Linked DNA regions of Sus scrofa: region 2 is linked to region 1. The links are chromatin contacts, called in public Hi-C maps. All regions are on one chromosome and are shown on one strand. The core of a region is the stretch at or near the end of the contact, and the rest is flanking DNA. Distances in the headings are between cores, read along the strand shown. Region 1 overlaps MAPKAPK2 (MAP kinase-activated protein kinase 2). Region 2 has its middle 25 kb from the start of IL19.

Evidence for each region. Hi-C and Micro-C count contacts between places; a contact is called where the count stands out from the background.
Region 2: a Hi-C map of alveolar macrophages shows a contact between it and region 1, with 4 times the contacts expected there. The contact joins two enhancer-like sites. A contact is called at or near these places in 1 of 5 promoter capture datasets (liver), 32 of 47 Hi-C or Micro-C datasets (adipocytes, alveolar macrophages, blood and 17 more) and 2 of 2 datasets of contacts at active chromatin or transcription factors (alveolar macrophages and skeletal muscle).

Annotation. Positions count from the first base shown.
Region 1 is chr9:67,363,180-67,368,225 of Sscrofa11.1, reverse strand. It overlaps MAPKAPK2 (MAP kinase-activated protein kinase 2), which reads right to left. Exons shown (of 12, transcript XM_003130462.6): 12 at 3,166-4,868. The coding sequence ends at 4,725. Among named protein-coding and RNA genes, the nearest start is that of IL10, 40 kb to the left of the region's middle. Within about 2 kb of position 3,020, at least 12 of the 83 cell types and tissues checked have an H3K27ac peak or open chromatin away from gene starts, as enhancers often do. A contact at or near this core is called in alveolar macrophages, where this site is marked.
Region 2 is chr9:67,442,152-67,447,197 of Sscrofa11.1, reverse strand. No RefSeq gene overlaps it. Among named protein-coding and RNA genes, the nearest start is that of IL19, 25 kb to the left of the region's middle. Within about 2 kb of position 2,322, at least 11 of the 83 cell types and tissues checked have an H3K27ac peak or open chromatin away from gene starts, as enhancers often do. A contact at or near this core is called in alveolar macrophages, where this site is marked.

The DNA.
Region 1 (5,046 bases), core at 1,771-4,270:
AGGCCGGGCCTGCCCGCTCTACCCACAGGCTCCATCTACCCGCTCGTCATTCACAGTCCCCCCTGCGCTTCCTGTCTCCAACCCAGTCAAAGGAAAACCCCCAATTTTCTGTTATTGTTTACCAACCCAACCGCCTCCTCACCCCAGGGCGGGGGCCACACCCTCAGGCAAAGGACAGGAACAGGGACTTAGCCTGCTGACCCTGCTCCAAACCTGAGGCAGCCCACCAGAGGGTGGGACACTAAGAGTGATAAGGCCACCTGTCAAAACACCTAAATCCATCATCTCGTTGCAGTCCTCCTCTAATAGCCTCGGGACCTAGGAGTGTCACACTGCCTCCCCCACCCCCAACCATGGAAAAGGAAACTCTATTCCGTGAAAAGGAGGCCAGCCATCCCCCTGCTTGGCTCCCCCTTTCGCCTTCCGTATCAAGAGGACTTCAGTGAGTTTTAAGAAGCTCGAAATTTGAGATCCAAGCCAGACTGACCTCTGCTCAGTCGTGAGGCCTTGGCTCAGTCATTTTACATCTCTGAGGCTGGGTTTCCTTACAGGTAAGTTGGACGCTAGTTTGACTCCCTTAGAGGGCTCTTATGATGGTGCAGATTTTAAGGGGAATAGCCCAGCACAGCATCAGTGCCTCGTGAGTGCCCATAAGCCCTCCTGACACCTCACACCACTTAAGTGTGTTCAATTATCATGTCCTGGTGCCTCCTGCAACCATGCACGCCAGCATCTGCCTTTAGGTATGAAAGTTCCACCACCATCCCACCTGGGAGCTTAGCAGATGGAGGTTAAGTTTGTTCTAGAGACAGGGTCACACCATGGAAGGTCAGCAGATTGGAGAGAGAGGAAAGGCACAGGCGGCAAAACCCCACTCGCCAAGCCAGGCCCCTCCTGCCCTGCACCCCAGCCATCTTCCCTGAGTGTCAGACCCAGTACCAAGAGCTGGGCTGGAGTTCCCTCATGGGTCAGCGGCTAACGAACCCGACTAGCATCCATGAGGACATAGGTTCGATCCCTGGCCTCGATCAGGGGTTAAAGCATCCGGCGCTGCCGTAAGCTGTGGTGTAGACTGCAGGCGTGACTCGCATCTGGTGTTGCCATGGCTATGGCGGAGGCCGGCAGCTAGAGCTCCAATTCGACTCCTAACTTGGAAACCTCCATTTGCCGCGGGTGCCAACCTAAAAAGAGAAAGAGAGAAAAAAAAAGAAGCGCTGGGTTGACCCAGCCAGAGGAGGAAGCAAAACAGAACTGTTCACATGTGGGGCAAGAGGATGAGAAGGCACAAAACAGGCCATGGCAGAGCAGGACCCCACAGGTGCCCACATCCCGGTCCTGGACCAGTGAACACCTTGCCTACGTGGTGAAGGGGCTGTGCAGGTGGGATTAAGGGGAAGGGCCTCCTGGATTCCCTGGGCAGGCATAGTCTAATCTTTACACAGGTCCTCAAAAGTGGAGACTCCCTCCTGCCTCAGTCAGAGATGTGACAATGGAAGGGTTAGAGAGCTGCCACATTGCAGGCCTTGAAGACAGCAGAAGAGGGTCACGTGCTAAGGAATGGGGAAACCTCTAGAAGCTGGAAACGCAAGGTGACGAAATCTCCTAAAGCCTCCAAAAAGGAATGCAGCTCTGCTGAGACCTTGACTTTAGACCAGGGAACCACATCAGACTTCTGGCCTCAGAACTATATTAGATCTGTGCTGTTTTAATGTACAATTTTTTTTTTTTTTTTTTTTTTTTTGTCTTTTTGGGCCCCACCACTGGTGGCATATGAAGGTTCCAGGCTAGGGATCCAATGAGAGCTGTAGCCGCCGGCCTACACCACAGCCACAGCAACACCAGATCCAGGCACCACAGCTCACAGCAACACTGGATCCTTAACCCGCTAAGTGAGGAGAAACTGATTCGCTTCCACTGAGCCATGATGGGAACTCCTGCACTGTTTTAAGCTACAAAATGTATTGCAGCAACCACAGAAAATTAATGCAGCCTCCAAAGACGGGAGGGTTCTGACAACAGCCCTTCCCCTGGCACCCCATTCCCCCCTTGCGCCCCTTATTCTCTCTCCCCCCAGTTCTTAGCACCTCTGATACCTACGTAAGCACAGACACATGACTGGATTTCTCTGAAAACCTCACGCTGGTTCATTTGAGCAAGTTTCTAGAGTGATGGGTAGTTTCACAGCGACCCACTCAGGAGTTACGGGGGAGGGGGGTTGTCGTGGGGGCCACCAGGGATGCCCTGCCTCAGTCCTGGGCATGAGCAGGGCAGATGTGATCCCAGAGGTGACTGACAGGATGGGCAGGAGGCCAGGTCTAAGGACGAGACCCCCGCCCAGGTCTTCAGTCCCTGAGTTCTGGTCCAAACCGATCAGGTGTGCAGCCCCCAGCACACCCCCTCACCCTCTCGGTTCTCACTCATAAAACAGGGATGACAATCCCATCTTCCCTTCTCCCCTGACAGTTCTGAGGACCATCTGAGGAAACATAGGTGAAATTGTCTCCAACTATGTTTCCATCTGACTGAGAGGGACAACAGTGGGGTCAGTAGACCAATTTCCACCCCAGGACCCACAGCAACCCGACTGACAGTGTGACCTCAGATATCCCAGCTCTGGGACTCAGTCTTCTCATCTGTGAATTGAGGGGAATGGGTCACAGGAGCCCCGAGGCCTCCTCCAGGTCTGATGCAGAGGATTTGGTTTCTGCCGGACCCCTATCGCCCCCTCCTGGAATTTTTGGGAACTACACCAACCTGCTCCTCTGGACTCTTTCCCAAGAATTTGAACCCATTCACCAACTTCATGGATCTCCATGCCAGCGACCCCCTTGGCTGAGGGTGTCAATGCCTGGCTGTGGCTACAGAGGTCAAAGCACTGGGCTCAGAAGTGGCTTGGCTCCTGATTCAGTCCTTGGCAAAAAGACTCGGGTTTCCCAGCCGTGGTTGGCACCAGCCCTGCTCCTCAGATCCCCACAGCAGACACGTCCAGACCAGGTCCTTGGCAGGGCGGGCGCTGGCTCCCTTTCACCCAGAAGGCTCTCCTCTCCTCTCCTCTCCCAGGGCACCCGGGCTCTGCCCTCCCAACCCGCAGGCCCACTCTGCACATGTGGGAAGAGATAGGGGTCAAGGTCTGAGCCCCATGAAGGAAGAAGAAGGAAACCTTCCAACTATTAAATCTGTTTAGTAAAGACAATTTTGCTCATACAAAACAACAAGAGTTTACAACAATCTGAGTGCTGGACACACCATCAGAGACGGGGAGGTGTTGCAGGCCCTGGAGCCCTCCTCCCAGGCCCGGAGAAGACCCCCCCTCAACTCTGCCCCTGAGGGAGATGAAAGCTGAAGTATGACTGCCAGCCCTGCCCCAAGGGACCTTGGCCGAGGCCCTTTCCCGGCCTTGCTCCAAGCTAACACTGGGGGAGGGCCTTCCCCTCCCCACCTCACCCCACCCCCCTCACTGGCCGGGACACATGCTGCTGAGTTGTTTGGGGTGGGGGTGAAGTGGCTGACGGGGAAGGAGCAGAGTCAGGACATCTTTGGTGCAAAGACCCTCCACCACCACCACCACCCGCTAGGCCACACGATGGAAATTTGCAGGAGGGTCACAGAAGTGGTGCTGCCTTTGCCCACAAGGGGTCGCTGGCCAGTGCCCCCAGGAGGCACATGAAATGCAGCAGCCATGTCACTCATAAACCACTCAGGCTCACCCCCCTGAGGGAGCCTGTTGAGAAGTAGCTCAAACCGTAAGAAAATAAACAAGAACAACGGGTTAATAATGGCAGGAAGGGGAAGTAGAGAGGGAACTTGGTAGATGAGTGCCTCGGAGGGTCAGGACCAGCCCTGCGTGGGGAGTGGGGGTCCTGGGGCGGGGCTCCAGTCCATAGTCCAAGGCTAAGTCACTCCTCTCCACCTCCCAGAACCAGCTCACAGAGGCAGGCACGGACGGCCTGGCTCAGAACCTGGACAGGCTTCCCAGGCACTTTGGCAGGCCCAGCACGGGCAGGGCAGGCCGAGGGGGGAGAAGGTTCCTGAGCCACGGCAGAGACCCCCCCTCAGCAGCCCTGCCTGCCCTGACCCCTCAAATGCCCAGGCCCAGGTACTGATCCAGGCACACGTGCACGGGCACACGCACACGCACACACACGACCACACTCACTCCTATCCGTCTGGCACACAGGGGGGATGTTGGTGGGCTCAGCAGAGGAGGCAGGGGGCCCTCTTGGCCCCGGCCCCCCATGGCCCACAGCTCTGGGAATGGCTCAGCCAGCGGGGTCCTCGGGCTGTAGTGGGGAAATCAGAGGGTAGGTGGAACGACACAGGGACACCCCCTCTAACAGTTTCCACAAATCCCCTTGAGCAAACCCCAAACCCTTGCAGGATTCAGAGAGGCAGGGGCTTGGGGGAGAGGAGCAGGAGTGAGGGCAAGAACAATAGAAGAAGTTTCATAAAAATTCTAAGTCAAATTACTGATAAAATTGCAAAATGAGCACAGGTTCAAGAGCATCTTGCTCCTTCTCACCAAGCCCTCCCAGCCTCCCAGCCTCTCCTTCTCCAGGAGGCGGCCAGATCCAAAGGCAGAATCCAGCCCCGATGAGGTCCGGGCTCCATGCAGCCAAGGAGGAGGGGAGGCGGAAATGGACAATTCTGTGTCTCTTCATTTAAAAAATATATCCAGGTCAAGAGTTATTGCTTGTCCTCCAGTGTGGCAGGACGGGCTCAGCGGCTCAGTGGGCGAGGGCCGCGGCCTCCAGGGCCCGAGCTTTCTTCCGCCTCTTCAGAAGCAGAGGGTTGGACGCGTCTTCAATCTTTTTGATTTTGATCTGCTCGTAGTCGACCCGCATGGTGGCCAAGGCACTGGTCATCTCCTCCTGGGGGCAGTGACCGAAAGAGAGGTGAGAGGTGACAGAGCAAGGGCAAGGATGACGGTGATGGGGCTGGTGGTGGGTCCAGGGCTGGGTCAAAAGACCCTGGCCACCGTGCTGCCACCGCTCTCCTAGATCTATCCTAAGACCCCACAGGAGGGCAGAAAGGGTACTAGTCAGGAGA
Region 2 (5,046 bases), core at 1,073-3,572, 80 kb before region 1:
TTTAATGCAATCTGATGAGTTCTGTTTTTTGTTTGTTTGTTCATTTGTTTTAATTTAGGGCTGCACCCATGGCATGTGGAGATTCCCACGCTAGGGCTCAATCAGAGCCAAGCTGCCGGCCTACACCATCGTCACAGCAATGCCAGATTCTTAACCCACTCATTGGGGCCAGGGATTGAACCCATAACCTCATGGATACTAATCAGGTTTACTACCACTGAGCCACAATGGGAACTCCAAGCCCTGCTGTTTTAATTAAGGTGTTTAGGTATTTAATATGATTATTGATACAGCTGTCTACCCTCTATTTTTTCCTATTTCTATCATCTGTTTTTTAATGCTTTTCCCCTCTCTTTTTCTGATAGCTTTTTTTTTTTTTTTTTTTTTTTTTTCTTTTTTTGGCTGCCCCTCAGCATATAGAGTTCCTGGGCCAGGAATCATATTTGAGCTACATTGCCATCTATGCCACAACTGTGGCAAAGCCAGATCTCCCCCACCCCCACCCCCACCCCCTGCTTTTCAGAGCCACACTCACAGCCTATGGAGATTCCCAGGCTAGGGGTCAAATCCCAGCTACAGCTGCTGGCCTACACCACAGCCACAACACCACCAGATCCGAGCCGCATCTATGACTTACACCAGAGCTCATGGCAACACCAGATCCTTAACCCACTGAGCGGGGCCAGGGATCAAACCCACAACCTCATGGTTCCTAGTCGGATTCATTTCTGCTGCGCCATGACGGGAACTCCCAAAGCCAGATCCTTTAACCCACTGTGCCTGGCAGGGGATTGAACCTGCGTCCTGGCACTGCAGAGATACTACTGATCCTGTTGTGCCACAGTGAGAACTTCCTGATTACTTTTTAATTCATTGAGGTTATTATATTTGTTGTTGTTGTTGTTCCATTTTATCTCCTTTGTTGGCTTACATATAACTCCTTTTTGTTGTTTTAGTGGTTGCCTTGGGGGGGGTTTAGTAGACATATTTCACTTATCACAGTCTATGTCCAAATCATATTATACTACTTCACATTAAGTATATAATCTTACAATAGTGTACTTCCTTTTCTCCCTCTCAACCTTCATTCTATTTTTGTTGTATTTTACCTATTCTTATTTTATAAACTCCAAAATACAGTATTTCTTTGTTTAAATAGCTGATTATTATTTAAAGAAAAAAATCTGATGTATTTATTCATGTAGTACCATGCTCTTTAATCCTTTGTGTGCCTTCAGATTCCCATCTGGTATAATTTTTCTTCTGGCTAAAGGATTTTTTTTTTTTTTTAACATTTGTTGTAGTGCAGGCCTGCTGGCAATGAATCCATTCAACTTTTGTATATCTAAAATAGTCATTTTTTAAAAGATATTTTCACCAGTTATAGAATTGTAGATTGACAGATTTCTTTTCAGATACTTGAAAGATAATGCTCCATGTCTTTGCACTTGCATCGTTTCCAATGAGAAATCTGTTCAATTTATCTTTGTTCTTCTATACATATTGTGTCTTTTGCTGACAGCTTCTAGGACATGTTTATGACTTGCCTTTGTGTTATTTTCTTGCTAAGACTATGTTTTACACAGGATTATGCTGCTTCCATTTTGCTGATTCTAATCCCCCAAATCATGTTGCTTAATCATGATTCATAGATACAATGTTAAAGATACAATGTAGATAACTGTATCAGTCAGGAATCCCCAGAGAAATGGAATCAAAATCTTTTAATATGCAAATCAATTTTTCTTAGTTTCTTAAATTCCATCTAAGTATAGTTGATTTACAATGTAAATAGGTTTATTGGAAGAAATTGACTTACCCAGTTACACAGGCTAGCAAGTCTGAAATCTGTGGGGGTGGGGGTGGACAGGCTGAAAATTCTCTGGCAAAAGCTAATGTTGCAATCTTGAAACAGAATTTCTTCCTCCAGGAAACCTCAGTTTTTGCTCTTATGGTCTTTCAACTGATTGTAAGACGACCACCCACATCATTGAGGGTAATCTCCTCTACTTAAAATCAGCTGATTATAGATGTTCACCAAGCCTACAACATATCCTGACAGCAACACTTAGATTCATATTTCATTAAATAACTGTGTTCTATAGACCCGCCAAGTTGATACATAAAACTAAGGATCACAGTATCTAAAAGGGTTAAAAGGAACTGGAAAGTATCATAGAAGGTGAAACTGTTAAGATTTGAGGAAACAAAGGAAAAAGATTGAAACTGTTTAAAAAGAAACTTAGTAGAGAGGCCCTGAGGAACCAAAACTCAGACCTCTTAGTAGGAGGCATTGCTCAGCCAGTGTTAGACTTCCGAATTCAGAAGAGGACTCAGGGGTATGGAACCCAGACATCTGGGGAAGGGGCACTGGCTAGCTATTGTGGGTATCCGCAAAGGAGACTAGATGAGGCTGATTCTGCAAATGTTACAAAAACTGCAAACTGGATTCAGCGGCAGCTACAAGAAGAAAATGCTTATGTTATGATAAAGAAATGTGCTGGGGTCATACTCAGAGGAACCACAATCAGACAGGAAACCCTCAAGAACTACACAGCAGGGAGCAAACCTCTCGTTCCTCCTTCAGCCTTGCAGTCTCCATCCAGTGTCCCTATCAGCAGAGCCAACTGCAAAGGCAAAATTGTGGTTTTTCAGAGACTAGCTCCAGGATCCTTGGTGCTCAAGTTCACCAAGGCTGCTGGTACCAAGAAGCGATTCCAGAAGCTCTGAGGCTGGATGCCAGCCCACTCTCCCAAACAAAATAGTTATTTTCCCATTCAAAAAAAAAAAAAAAGTTGGAATCGAGACACAATAAGTTAACCAACTGACACACGCCACCCCTTTAGCTAGTCAGCATCCATAACTACAAAAATTTCAACTGTGGTATAACTACAAAATAATTCTTTGTCTCCTCCTCAAAATACAACTTTTTTGCAAATAAACCAAGACAGTGCTGACTTCTCCCCCAGATTCAGAGCTGTAAGATCTCCACTGCCATTGCAGCCATCTCTGAGCAACATCCATTATTTTTCAAATTCAGCCACAATCCCATTTGCACATATGCATTCCAAAAACCAGATTGAAAGGTAACTTCCAACAAAACATGTAAAAATAATAAGGATCAGCAAGAGAGAGAAGAATAAAGTCTTTCATGCACTCAATTATATATACACACTTTCACATAATAAGCAAGGACATAACTGGTCATGAGGCCATAATTGAGATTTACAAGTCAATTATAACTCCTTCTTCTACTACCCGTTTCATATATCCTTTGTCTTCATCCAATCCCTAAGATGGTTGAGTTTTTTTTTAAACAGCAAGGTAATCTATCTTGCCTAAGGGTCTGAATCATCCCTGGTTATGGCTTTGGCAGGGGGTGGGAAAATGGTCATCTTCTATTAACTTTTATTGTTGGACTTGAAAATACTCAAAGGCACCCCAGTGAATACCCTGCATTCCAGATCTAGTCCTCCCTGCCCCCAGTGAGAGGCAGTAACACATTTTTCCTATGGTAGTCCATATCAGTCACCCCAGCCAGCAGGGTAACTCTTTCTTTTGCCGGTTGGTTCAGTAACATGCAGAACTCAGCATAGCCGGGGGCAGTCTCATCTTCCAAATCAATGCAATATTAGGGCATGTCCTGCTAGAAGTTTTCTTGGGAATCAAGACTTCAAACCAGCAGAGCTCCAAGTCCCAGGGATTGGAAGCAAAAAATCTGTGGGAAGACTATGAGATTTAGTGTGAGAGGAGCCAGTCTACTTCCACCTTTAATTCCCAGACCTGTGCAGTCTGGCTATGGGAAACCCAGGACTATGTATTTGTCTATGATTCAAAATAGTCTGTGACCTCTGTCCTTTGAGGGTGTAATTTCTTTCTTTCTTTCTTTTTTTTTTTTTTTTTGACCTTTTTTTTGGGCCGCACTCCCAGCATAAAGAGGTTCCCAAACAGAACTGTAACCACTGGCCTACACCAGGGCCACAGCAACGTGGGACCTGGGTCGTGTCGGCAACCTACAACACAGCTCAAACAAATGCCAGATCCTTAACCCGCTGAGCGAGGCCAGGGATCAAACCTGCATCCTCATGGATGCTAATCGGGTTTGCTAACCACTGAGCCACGACAGGAATTCCCTGAGGGTATAAATTCTTAACTGGTGCCATATGTGCAGTAATTTTTGCATCTGCTAGGCCAGCTGCTTTTGGGTGGTGGGGTATGTGGGATGTGGGATGTGATCCCATGGGCATAAGCCCATTGCTGACCTTCTTTTGAAATTATTTTCTTCATCAAAAGCAATGTTGTGTACAGTAGAGTACACCATATTTTGTAATCACAGATGGTGCTGGCAGAAGATTCTTGGGCAAGAAAGCAAATACATACTTGGGATACTTATCTCCTCCAGTGAGGAAACATTTTTGCTCCTCTCCAAGACAGAAGGGGTGCAATGTAATCAACTTGCCCCCAGGAACTGCCTTTTAGGGAAGGGTGCCATATTTGGGGCTTAGTTTAGTTGGAAAATTAGGCAATCAGAAGCACTGATGGTCAAAAAAAAAAAGGGTTGATTAGGGTAAGTCTATGCTATTGAGCCCACACTTAAGCCTGATCCCTGCCATTATGGCCACTTTCTACACAGGCCCATTAAGTAACCACTGAAATAGCTGGGGCAAGGTCTTAAGTGAAAGCCATAGGATGGGTCATTTTGTACAGAAATACAAAATTCAATGTCTTTTTTTTTTTTTTTCATTTAAAATATATAGGTGTGGGGTTCCCATCAGGGCACAGCAGAAATGAATCCGACTAGGAACCATGAGGTTTTGGGTTCGATCCCTGGCCTTGCTCAGTGGGTTAAGGATCTGGCGTTGCCGTGAGCTGTGGTATAGGTTGAAGACTCGGCTTGTATCTAGCATTGCTATGGCTGTGGTGTAGGCTGGCAGCTGTAGCTCTGATTTGACCCCTAGCCTGGGAACCTCCATATGCCACGGGTGCAGCCCTGAAAAGCAAAAAAAAAAAGTAGAGGTGTAATAGTTTGAAACAATTCTAGAATTT